2 separate regions of the Ovis aries genome follow, and region 2 is linked to region 1. The links are chromatin contacts, called in public Hi-C maps. All regions are on one chromosome and are shown on one strand. Each heading gives the region's core, a stretch centred on a gene start, on an enhancer-like site or on the middle of the called end of the contact. The rest is flanking DNA. Distances are from core to core; before and after follow the strand shown.

Region 1 (6,035 bases), core at 1,294-3,793:
GCTGTGCTAACGGAGCGAGCCTCTCCCTCCCCGCTTTGGGCAAGCATATGTGCTAGGTGGGGAGAAACAACACGAACCTCGCCCAGAAGACTTCACAACCCCTTTGGCATGCCATTGCTTCCTGCCTTTCCGGGAACATGCCAGCTTGGCACTGAGCTTGAATTCCTCTAGGAGTTGAGTTGCTTTCACCATTTGAGGCACTGGGCACAGGGACAAGGGTGGTTTTCTGGGATCTGCAGTGAGCGTCACCAGAGTTTGGGAAACAGCCCCTACTCAGCACCCCACCGATGCGCACGCCCCACTGCCTGCCGCTCCCAGGGATCCTGCCAGCCCCACTGGGCACAGATGTAATTGCCAATATGAAGATGAATCTTTCAAGAGACTCATTTACTGGTAAATGCCTCCCTTCTCCGTTCCCCCCATCACTGCCTCTGGATGGGCTCTAGAAGGACGGTTCTGACTTGCTGCTTGGCTCCGGCCACGTGGCCTTTCTGCCTGTTTCCTTGGTGGGTGGCCTGAAGTTAGAAGGAGCCTGGGTGCCTGGCCTGGCTGTGGTCTTGCCAGGGTCAACGCCTCTACTCTCCATGAGTGGATCTGAGGGGACAGGACTGTGAGTGGTGCAGGAGAGGGAGCAGTCACAGAGGCAAAGGGCACTGGCCACCCACGACTCATTACCTCTTTACTATTTCTGACGCCCTCCTCGGTGCCGTAGAAGATTTGGGTCATTTGTGACAATATATGGAGTAAAATATATCAAGTGACCCAAAATCTGACAGTGTAGAATTTGGGTTAAAGACACAGGCTCTGCACTCTCACTGAAGGAAGAGAAAGTGTTAGTCACTTAGTCCTGTCTGACTCTCTGCCACCCTACGGACTGTAGCCCCCAGGGCTCCTTGGTCCATGGAATTCTGCAGGCAAGAATAGTGGAGTGTTGCCATTCTCTTCCCCAGGGGATCTTCCTGACCCAGGGATTGAATCCGGGTCTCCTTCGTTGCAGGCAGTCTCTTCACCATCTGAGCCCTTGTTCTTGTCTGTCTGTGCAGGACCCAGGAGTGACCAAGACTATTGTGATTTCAGCACTGAAAGTACCTGCGTTCCCGGAAGTCCCTCAGTTCTCTGAAACCAAGACAGTTAGTTGCCCCCTCCTGTTTAACGCCAGAATCAATTCCGATTATGTCCAGTTTAAAGATAAGGAAAACAGAGGCTCAGGGAGTTGGAATAATTGGCTAAGTGCACACAGCTAATGAGTGATTATGGTGAGTTCAAGTCCATGGGCTCCAAACCCGTGTTATCCGTGGGTGCTCTAAACTAGGCAAGATCCCTACCAGACCAAAATTTCCAGCATGTTCAGAAGAGCGTGGCAGCTAGAGAACCCCAAGGAGAGGGAGCTTGTTTCTGTGACCAGTGAGGACGTGGGGATTCTTCCTTGGCACTGTGGATGGAGCAGAGAGAACAGACCTGGCCCTGTGTGTGAGAGCTTGCAGGCTGGTGGGATAGACACCAGGGGGACGCATATATATCACAGAGGTGGGAAAGGGCAAGTGCCCTGAAGGAAGCTATAACCTGCCACCACCGAGTAAAAGAATCAGTGGTGGGAGGGGCGCTTTCCCAGTAAAGTTGTTGGAGGGACCTCTGTGCAGAGATGACATGTGAGCAAGACACGTGAAGCAGGCGAGAACGATTTTGTGTGAGTACAGTGTTCCAGGCCGAAGAAGCACAGCGCAAGCACTCTGAGTCTGAAACATACTTGGCCTGTGTAAGGAATAGCCAGGAGCCAGTGGAGCTGGAAAGGAGTGAGAGAGGGAGAGGCTGCTGAGACCTTCACCCTGGACCTTGCAAGGAGGCTGCAGGAGGGTTTAGGGTGGAAGAAAGACGCGACTCGGGGCTAGAGGTGACAGAGATCACCGCGCCCACCACCCCAGCCTCGCAGCCGCAGCAGCAGTGTCTCCACAGTTCCCGGGACTGTGGCCCCTCTGGCCAGATGGCTCATCAGGGCCATCGAAGTGGGGGAGCCCCCCACCCTCCCCCTATGTCTCTGGCCGGGTAGCTCAGCTGCTCGGGTCCGTCTTCCCAAGTCTCAGCGTCACTTCAGGGTTGGAGTCCTTCTGTTAGATCACTGAAGTTCTCAGCACTGCCCAGAACTGTACTGGGACGAGAGGGAGCATGGAGTTTATCCACTGTGCATGTCGGGTATCGGGTGGAAAAGCACACAAGAGAGCCACTCTCCCTGTTCTCTGAGCCGCTTACATGCAGGGAGAGAGGCTGTCATTAAATAAATAGACACACGACTCCACATCTATATGCGAATCAATACAGTCGTGCGTCCTAGGAGAGATGAGCTTGGAGAGATAAATAGTGGTGGAATCGCCCAGAGCCTTGAAAGCACTGCTGAACAGTGTGGGTGTGATTCTGAAGGCAATGGGAAGTCATCAGCGGAATGTAAATGAGGGGCTGACTAAGCAGATTCACTGGGAGAAATGGGCCACTTGGAGAGATACTAAGGAAGCAGAAGTGACATGAACTGGCGACAGCTTAGATGGAGCTGGAACTGGCCCGGAAAGAGGGGAAGCTTGAGTAGTGTCCCCCGCAAACTGCGTGTCCACCAGGAACCTCAGGATGTGAACTTATTTGGAAATAGGGTCTTTGCAGATGTAATTAGTTAATTCACGCTGGAGTCATATGCCTTGGGACTATTGACCAGTGACACTTGTCCTTATAAGAAGAGAAAGCAGAGACACAGACACAGATCAAGGCCAAGTTGAGGGGGATGTGTCTACAAGCCAAGGGCTGGTGGGGAACGTCGGCCGTCAGGAAGCTGGGAGGAGGCAAGGAGCCTCAGGAAGGAGCAGTCCTGCCAATAATACAGAGGGGAAGGAGGGTGGGGAGAAACCAACGATGATTCCCGCCCTTGTGACTTCCGTGTCCTGGGAGGCTGTGATGTGGTTTGCTGAGCTAAAGAATATGGGAAAAGCCATCTGGATTATTTGCAAAAAATAAGATCCAGCGGATCCAGGAAATCAGAGTAAAGAATAATCCAGAATCTGCTGCTTCTAGGACTTGGAACCCCAGCCCCCAAGTCTGCACTTTGTGGAGCTGTGTCCTGCTTTCCTGGGCTCTGGGAGGCAGAGGGGAAGCAACAGTGAGACTGACGAGCCTGACTTGCGTGGCTATCCGTGGTCAGTCTGGGACAGCCAGGCCACACCTGGGATCTTCAGGATCTAACTGAAGCTAGCTCTTCTGTTTCCGTGATCACACTCGACAGGGGCCCCAAGTCCAGCTGAGCATAGTGAGCAAGGGTGGAGGAGACAGGGGAAGACAGCACTGGGCAGGATGTGTCAACGGGGTAGCAAAGGGGTAGCATTTAGTGGCAACAGATGGAGAAGGGGCAGCTTCAAGGATGCCCTTGGTCTCTTCCCATCTTTTCCCTAGAAGCCCCTGCAGCTGCCCACTGCCCTTCTCACCAGTTCCGCTGGCAAAACCATGGTTCCTCCAGTCCCCCTCTAGGCCCTGCAGACCTGCTAACACAAGAGACAAATGAGTCTGAGAGACTTCCAGCCAACAACACTGAGGAATTTCCATCAGCTCTTAGGCATTTGCTCATGATGAAAATGGGGAGAGGACAGGAGTCCCACTGAGAACGTGCAGCAACACTCTGAAGACCACACTTGAGCAGAATGGGCTTTTCTGAGCCTTGGAGGAAAGAAAAAGTTGATTTAATTCTAAGGAAATCGCCCCTTTTCCCCACCTGTGTAAGCCTGTATTTAAATGCTAATATTTTTGGCCTGCTGGGATGCTACATTTATTTTCTTCCTAAGCAGGAAGAAAAATAATTTATTTATGAGAATTCTAGCTCCTACCCTCTCTCCTGAGTTCCTCACTTTCATTTCCATCAACGAGCTTGACGTTTCTCTCCCCAAAACAAACAGACTCTGTAACCATTTCATTTCCCAAAACTCATCCTTTTTGTACATTTCCTGCTTCTGTTTCTAGAAATACATGTGGCTTTTGACTCCCTCCCATTCCCCAGACTCCAGTCAGTCACTAGTTCCATTGGCTCCACCTCCTCCCCTGGGATGAGCCATCAAGTCTGCCTGAGACTCTACTTCCTCATCTGTAAAATGGGCATAATAAATCACACTACCAACATCATAAATTTGTGACAAAACCCAGCTAATACAAATACAACACCCAGCAGAGAAACAAGTGATTACTGATGATTCTGAGCCCCGTGGAATCAGCTGTTTCCCTCTTAGTGGTTGTTCTATTATGAGCTGTTCAATGAAAGTGCAATTTCACAAGGGAAGGGATTTTGTCTTATTTCCTGGTACATCCTCGCTGCCTGGCACTTAGTGGGGTTCTAGAATTTTAGAAGGGAGGTTACCTAGACTGTGTCAACTGGCTCCTGACCCCCAGCTTCAAGGCTCCCTGCCCTGCCCTGCTGCATGATTCTGGGCTGTGCTCTGCAAGCTGCAGGGGGTGTTTATTCCTTCTAGTCTGCTCCCATCCGTGTCCCCAGGCAACAGTACTGTCCACTGGCGGTAGCAGCTTCCAGCATCCAGTACGCTTTTTCCAAACTCTCCCAGAATCAACCTCATAGCTGCCCCTCAGAGATGCTAGCACCAGTCAGCTGGCGCCCCTTCCTCAAAGGTCGGAGTCTCACCGTCACGGAGTACCTCCTCCAGGCTTCCAGGTCCCGAGGACCCCAGTGCTTTCCCTGGTCGCCCCCTACCCCACCCAGCACTACAGCAGAAGTTGCTTCCTACATTTACCACCTCTGGGGTGTGCCCATCCCGTCCTCCGACAACTGCTGAACACGTCTTTATAGGAAACGCTTTCTGTTAAAATAGCTGGCGTGGCTTGTGTCTTCCGGATGCTCCGTGACTGAATCTGTGCCGACTCTCCACCTGCCTCCCACCCCCACGACCGACTGTGGTGCCAGGAATTCCCTCCAGAGCGAATGTCTCCATCCTGTCTCTGTGATGCCTCCAGGGATGGGGACTTTATGATTTTAATGGAGAGCTGCTTTTTTCTTTTAATAATCAGGCAAGCCATGTCTCCTTCACACTGCCAGTCGCTTTAATTTTGAACCCTAGTGAGATACTAAATAACATTCTACGAATTTTAAAGTCAAATGGTCTTGACTCAGGATGTCTTTGTGACTATTCACAAGTTACTTTCCCTCTCTGGGCCCATTTCCTCACCTGTAGAATAGGAAATGCAATAGAATTCTAAGGATCAGCTATGCGGAAAGTGAGTGTTTAGAGTAGTCGCCCCCACATGTAGAAGGCACTCAACAAGCCCTGCTGTCATCATTATCGTTTTGAGGACAGCCTTTCCTCCCTTTAAAGACCTGCATGTTTGTCCCCTCTCAGCCTTGCACTCAGAGAGGTCAGAGCGCCTTCCCCGGCCCAGACCCCATCTGGAGCCACCGTCTGCCTCTCCTTCCCCCTGGAACTAGCCTGTGAAGATCCCCATAAACAATTTCAGGTGGAGAGATAACTATCTTCCTGAGTTCCTTCGCCTAAGGCACATCTGTAGAGGGAGGCTGACTAATTATCAGCCCACTGATGGTTTAATTTCCCTGATGCCATCTGAATTCCATGTGGCCTTTGCTGTTGCTTGTTTGCAGAATAGCGTGGTTTTTGAGCAGAGAAGGATCCTCTCTATGCTCTCCCATCATGAATCCAATATGGGCACAGCCTGCCTTCCTTGGCTGGGGATGTGCTTGGCGCACCAAACACCTTCCCATATTCCTGGGGATTTTGCTGGGTGGCGTTTCAGATGCTGCTGACCTTCTCTGGGTCTGAGTCATTTATCTAAGATTGAGGATTCAGGTACTTGATGCCTTGCTGTGTTCAGAGGAGGATCTGAAATGCTTAGTGTTTGAGCTACCACCAGGGGAGATTAAACATCGGCAGCTGGCTCCATGATTCCCGGTGAGCGTGAAGCTTCGCCTGCAGAGTGAGGAGTTGTTCTAGGGAGCAGGGCAGGGGTGGCGGCCCCACCAACAAGAAGGGCAGCAGTCGGAGTGTCGG
Region 2 (6,035 bases), core at 2,441-4,940, 42 kb after region 1:
ACTTGAAGGCTCTTGAGATGGCGAGATTATCCTGGATTATCCACGCAGACCTAAAGATAACCACAAGGATCTTTGCAAGAAGGAGGCGGAGGGAGATGAGACAGAAAAGAGAGGGGGCTATGACCAGGGCGCTGAAGCTGGAGTGATGCGGTCATGTATCAGAGGTTTGGCAGCTCCCGGAAACTGGAAGAGGCAGGGAACCCAGCGTTGTCCTCCGCAGCCTCTGGAGGAGTGCAGCCCTGCCGACACCTTGACTGAGCCTTGCCAGCGTGCTGCTGATTTTGAACTTCTGCCTTCCAGAACTGTGTATGCGTAGATGTCTACTCGGGCTACCGAGTTTGTGCTAATTCGTTACAGCAGCGATAGGAAACCAACACAGGAGATAAACTAACATTGTAAGCTGCAGAGGGGGAATACCCGTGCACGTCCTCCGAGGACACTTGTCTCAGAGAAACCTGGAGCTGAAACAGTCTCACAGGACACCCCTGGTGGCGCACTGGATAAGAATCCGCCTGCCAATGCAGGGGACGTGGGTTCGATCCCTGGTCCAGGAAGATTCCACATGCCGTGGAGCAGCGAAGCCCGTGAGCCACAACTACTCAGCCCGCGCGCTGCAACCACGGAAGCGCACGCGCTTGGGGCCTGCGCTCCAGGAGAGAAGCCGCCGCAATGAGAAGCCTGTGGAACCAGAGAGTAACCCCCACACGCCACAGCCAGAGAAAGGCCTCACACAGCAGCAATGACCCAGCACAGTCAAAACTTAATTAACTTAAATGAAAACCACTCCCACAGCAGGGCTGGTTGGGCAGGGGGAGCATGCAGAGAAGGGGCAGCAGGTCTGCCAGAGGACAGCCAAGACATCGGGGCAACAGGAGGGTTTCAGCCGTGGGGATCCTGAAACAGCTGCCTCCCTGCTTTCCGCAAGGGCAGGTGGCATCACGTGGCCTCAGCAGCTGCTCTCTTACATGGGGACCTGAGCCCCCCTGAGCCCCCCTGAGCCCAAGCAGAATGGCGCAAGTGACGGGCGGCTTCCTGCCTCCCTGTGTCTTGGGCCTGAGGCCCTTCATCCTTCTCCCGGGACCTGCCTCTCCCAGAGCAAGCAGAGCCCCTCCTCCCTGAACCCCTGCCAGGAGAGTCACTCTTGTCCCCCAGGCACCTCCTGGAGCCAGAGCGTCCCGGCTTCGGTCCTGGTATGGATTTCCTCTGCAGTCAGTGAGTTGCCCTGTGATGCTGCTGCTGCTAAGTCGCTTCAGTCCTATTCAACTCTGTGCGACCCCATAGACGGCACCCCACCAGGCTCCCCTGTCCCTGGGATTCTCCAGGCAAGAACACTGGAGTGGGTTGCCATTTCCTTCTCCAATGCATGAAAGTGAAAAGTGAAAGGGAAGTTGCTCAGTTGTGTCTGACTCTTTGCGACCCCATGGACTGCGGCCCACCAGGCTCCTCCATCCATGGGATTTTCTAGGCAAGAGTACTGGAGTGGGGTGCCATTGCCTTCTCCAGAGTTGCCCCACAGCCTTCAGTAAATTCCTTTGTTGTTGCTTTTTGTTTGTTGCTTAAGGTAACATTTCTACCAAGGATAACAGGGCTGTGGGGCCTTTCTCTGTAACCCCTGAATTAGGGGAAATGTTAGTGAGCTATCAGGAGGGACTTTATTTTCCCTGCCAGGTCCCCAAGGTAATAAACATTATTTTTTTGAATGAGTGAATATTCCCGAGATAGGTGTTATTAATTCAAAGGGATTTTCAACAAAGTGTCTTATTTTCTACTCAACTTCTCTTCTGTTAAGTTGCTTCAAGTGTCCAGTCAGAGATCTCTGCCTTGTTTCTTCCCCACTCCAGGTGTCCCCAGCCCCCCACTATCCTAAAAAGGAGACTCCAGGGTCAGATACCAAGGTTACAGCCCTGTCATGCCCTCCAAGGCGATTAATAGGGATGATACCCAATGATGACTTTTTCTCCCACATTTGGGGCACTGAGAAGTGTGGTTTCCCTACATTCCAACAGAGACACTACACAGTCACAAAGGAAAAAATCATCTCTTGACAATGAGAGACATGCTATTCAACTCTTTTTCCTATGACTTTTGTCCTGTCCTTCCATCTTGTGGGAAATAGGGCAGCCCACATCATGATTTACCTAGGGCCAGTCTAACAAACCCACACATGTTTTTGCAGGCTAAAGAATACAGCCACCCAGGGATGGGCAAAAATCCTACACAGCCTTCCTTCCCAGGACTGTCTGAGGTCGTTGGTGCCTGGCCCTAGCCCTGCGACTGTGGAACACGAGGTTCTAGGGTCAACTCGGAATCACGCCTCGGAGGGAGGACCTAGGCTGAGTGCCCACAACAGAACCAGTCCTTCCCTGGGAGAGTCAGAGCATCCTTGAGACCGGGGAGGCCTGTCTGCCCGGGCACATCCCCTCCCCCGGGCACTCCCAGTGTACCAGGTCTGGGCACTCAGGAGGAAAGCAAATGAAGCAGTCTGGACCCTGCCGCTTGTTCAGATCCCTCCTGTCTGCAAAGCTCTAGTGAAACTGTCACCCAGCCCAAGGGAGGGGGCTAGCAGAGTTTTGATAAATCCTACTAAGACCGCACAGGATAAAAGCGTAGGGTGAGGATATGAATACAGATATAGTCCTAAGTTTCAACATCCATAGTGAGAAACTTTAGGCAGCAGGAAGGGTGGGAACCGCTGAGACCCCTGAGGTCTGCACAGGAAGAAATGGGTTGCAGCTGTAAAATGGGGGATTTCAGTTAGACTCGAAGAAGAACTCCTCAGTTGAGAACTGCTAAATATCTCTGGACTTTTGAGGTACAGCTCTCCATTTGGAAATGTCACTGGAGGTCTGGGGTAGATTGAGGAAAGGTGAAGAAAGGCCAAGCAAGGTGGGATTTGAGGGGGTCCTCAGTAATCCGATGTTTGGGTTGACATCCTTTTCAGGGCATAGAAGACAGTGTTTAAGGGTCTAATGGAGTGAGGGACAGGGGGTGTTCTGAGATCATCAGGCATGGGATCAAATCCTGGCTTTGTCACCTAGCAACCTGTGACTGTAAAGCATGATAGTGCCCACTTTTGAGAATTCTGATAAAGATCAAATGATGTACCAAACATCACGTTGCCTGGCCCAGTGCAAGCCCTTGATAAATATTAACTGCTACTATTAAGAAAGAAGCCCTGAGGTTTGGATCAGAAGTCCCCAGTGCTCTTGCTGGGCCTGCTTCTGCCCCACCCCTCCCCTGGTGACAAGGGCCAGGGCTGGTCCTGATCTGCTGCCCTCTGGCTGCTCTGCAGGCTGAGACAAGGGCCAGGGCACTGAGCCACCCCACTGATGGGGCCAAGGACCCCCCTTCCCACCTCCAGCCCCCCGCAGGCCCCCAGACCATGGGTCCGGCAGTTCTAGCCCTGTGCGACTTAACACCAGCTCCTCTGGAGCCCAGAGTCCTGATGGCCAGCCCCCGAGGCAGGGAGTTCCCACTGCCGGCCCCCGCAGCGAAGGTCCAGCCCCAGCCCCAGTCTCTGGAGAAACCACTTCCCCAGCGTCCTTGACCTCAGTACTCACAGTCTCCTGGGTGCCCTGCGAGTCTTCGGCAGACCCTTTTCTGCCTGGTCCCCAGCCCCCACCCAAAAGAAGCTGCCCGAGCTGCAGCAGGAAGTTTGGGCTCCCAGCCCGTCTCTGGGGAAGCGGCCTTTGGTTCTCGTCTGAGACGAGCCTCCATGCCCAAACATGGTCAAGTCTGAGCACACAGCCCCAGGACACAAACTCGAGAGGGCAGGTACCCAGCCCAGGGGCTGGCAGCTGTTACCCAGGCCCCTGCCCTGCAATTCCCAGAATCTACTGGGCAAAAGGTTTCAAACCACAGACAGCAAATCTGAGAAGCCAGGAAAGACCATCTCGGTATGTTTGGAGACATTTCTTCTTCACTTAATCTCTCTGGGCTGGCAGAGAAGTCTGGGATGGGAAATGAGTTTCTTTTTGCTGACGGAGGGGAGGGAGGAGGAGTGGAAGCTCTAAGGGGTGGGGCTCATCAGCAGCTGGAGGGGCTGGCATTTCCAACCCGCCCAGCAGCCAAAACCCTCAGCCTTTGACAACTGTGTACTGTGTGACCCCAGGCAGGTCACGATGCCTCTCTGAGCCTCTTGGGGTTTTTAAACCTTACTTTGTACAGAGTAGTGATAAGAGTTAGAAATGGTGGAGATTTGGGGCAGGAAAAGAGAAACTCACCTTTTAAAGACCAACCAAGGAGAAGCGGGCAGCAGTGAGAGCTTCACGGCTGTTTCCAGCTGGCCAGATCTAAGAAGAGCCTGCTTGGCCCAGTGACCTCCCGGTGGTCAAACTGTACAGTTTGGGCGCATGGGCAGAGATTTGTTCCCATCAATAGAAGAGACAAGTGAGAAATAACATTTGAAGGCAAAAACATAACTTCTCTCTACTCTTTCATCCTTAAAGTGGTTGTTGGAAGGATTAAAAAGCAGTGACAAAAATAAACACGAGCATAGGGCCTTCCCTAAGTATCAGGAATGATCCTAGCGTCTCTGCTCCTCAGTTTACTCAACGGTCAGTTGAAGAAACTGAATCTGAAGCTCAGAAGCCTTAAATTGCTCTTCCACAGTTGGCTGCTCTAAGTGCGGGCTGCATGGATGCATGCATGCGCGTGCGCGCTCAGTCGCATCCGACTCTCTGCAGCCCCGTGGACTGTAGCCCGCCAGGCTCCTCTGTCCATGGGATTCTCCAGGCAAGAATACTGGAGTGGGCTGCCATTTCCTATTCCAGAGGACCTCCCCGACTCAGGGACAGAACCCAGGTCTCTTGCACTGGCAGGCGGACTCTTCACCACTGAGCCACCTGGGGGTTCCCCAAGTGCAGGAGCCAGCGTCAAAGCAGGTCCTGCCAGATTACAGAGCTGGGGCTCTCTCTGCTGAGCCTGGCTCTCTCTCCTGAGCCTGGTGCTGCTTTAAGACCTGAAAGCTCACTTCTGTTGTGCAGACACTCGCCACTTGATATTTTAGAGCTCCTGGGGAGGTGGGCACAGCTCAGCCCTGCCAACTGTAAGAGTTCTGGACCCTCCTCACTTCTGCCTCTGTTGCTATGAGGCAACCAGCTTATCGGGCCATAAAACGAGAGCAGTGCTCAGGCCCCTAAACTCTCCCCAGCAGTGAGCTCCCTTCCCCCACCCCTTTTCGTAATTGAATCCTATTAACAGGAGAGTAAATCGTCTGTTTAACGGGCACCATAGCCAAGGGGGTGTCTAAAGGCCTCAGACCTTGCAGATGCAGCATTGGCGGTGAAGGACATGGCCAAGAATGAATCCCAGAGGGGTGATTTTCCAAGATGGTCCTGGCCCACGCAGGAGCCAGAAGATTCCTGCCTGTGATCTAGTGCAAAAATCCTTCTTTCTCCTTTCGGGGAGAGACCCTCAGTACAACAGACAGTCTTTTAAAAGTATGGCTAAAGGGCTACATGCTTGTAACTGACTAAAGGTATTAAGAGTTACACATTTGGACTTTATAAGCAAACAAGCCTTCTTCCCAAGTATTCTCCCCTTGGAAAATGGGAACAGACAGGGGCTGGTATATCTTTCTGCTGCATCGAAGCAAACTCTTGCCAAAATGCTTTGACATGCCTGTCTCTTGAGGGTATGCGGGTGGAAACCCTGCTCCCTGGCTGGCTGTGGGGTTCGTGTGGGGCAGATGATTGTAGGAGGAAGGAAGGAAACAACGATGTTACACTGATAAAGACTGGTGTTCTGCGTTGGCACAGAGGGTTAGAGATCACAAAACTGCTTGCCTGACTTCAAACTTCCAAAAACCCCATAACGTAATAAGCACTGCAGGCTCACAGTCATATTCAGGTAGAGCTCGTCCTACCCCTTTTATAGAGGGGAGGGTGGTTGTTGAGGTTCAGAGACGTTAAATATACTGCCCAAGGCAAGTGGTTGGCCTCTCTGAGCCTCAGTTGGTCCACCTCTAGAATGGAGATATGTATGGTGAGTCCCTCAGTGGTTTTTGAGGAATAAGAGATCATCTAAGCTGCCTG

The links. Hi-C and Micro-C count contacts between places; a contact is called where the count stands out from the background.
Region 2: a contact with region 1 is called in a Hi-C map of blood, with 2.5 times the contacts expected there. The contact joins the promoter of KCNMB1 here to the enhancer-like site in region 1. A contact is called at or near these places in 6 of 16 Hi-C or Micro-C datasets (blood, hypothalamus, mesenteric adipose tissue and 2 more).

What each region holds. Positions count from the first base shown.
Region 1 is chr16:2,415,573-2,421,607 of ARS-UI_Ramb_v3.0, forward strand. No RefSeq gene overlaps it. Among named protein-coding and RNA genes, the nearest start is that of KCNIP1, 6.6 kb to the right of the region's middle. Within about 2 kb of position 2,544, at least 1 of the 54 cell types and tissues checked has an H3K27ac peak or open chromatin away from gene starts, as enhancers often do.
Region 2 is chr16:2,456,114-2,462,148 of ARS-UI_Ramb_v3.0, forward strand. It overlaps KCNMB1 (potassium calcium-activated channel subfamily M regulatory beta subunit 1), which reads right to left and starts at 3,691. Exons shown (of 4, transcript XM_004016863.5): 1 at 3,561-3,691. All of the region lies in intron 1 of KCNIP1 (potassium voltage-gated channel interacting protein 1), which reads left to right. It overlaps LOC106991656 (a long non-coding RNA gene), which reads left to right and starts at 3,739. Exons shown (of 3, transcript XR_001435857.3): 1 at 3,739-3,896.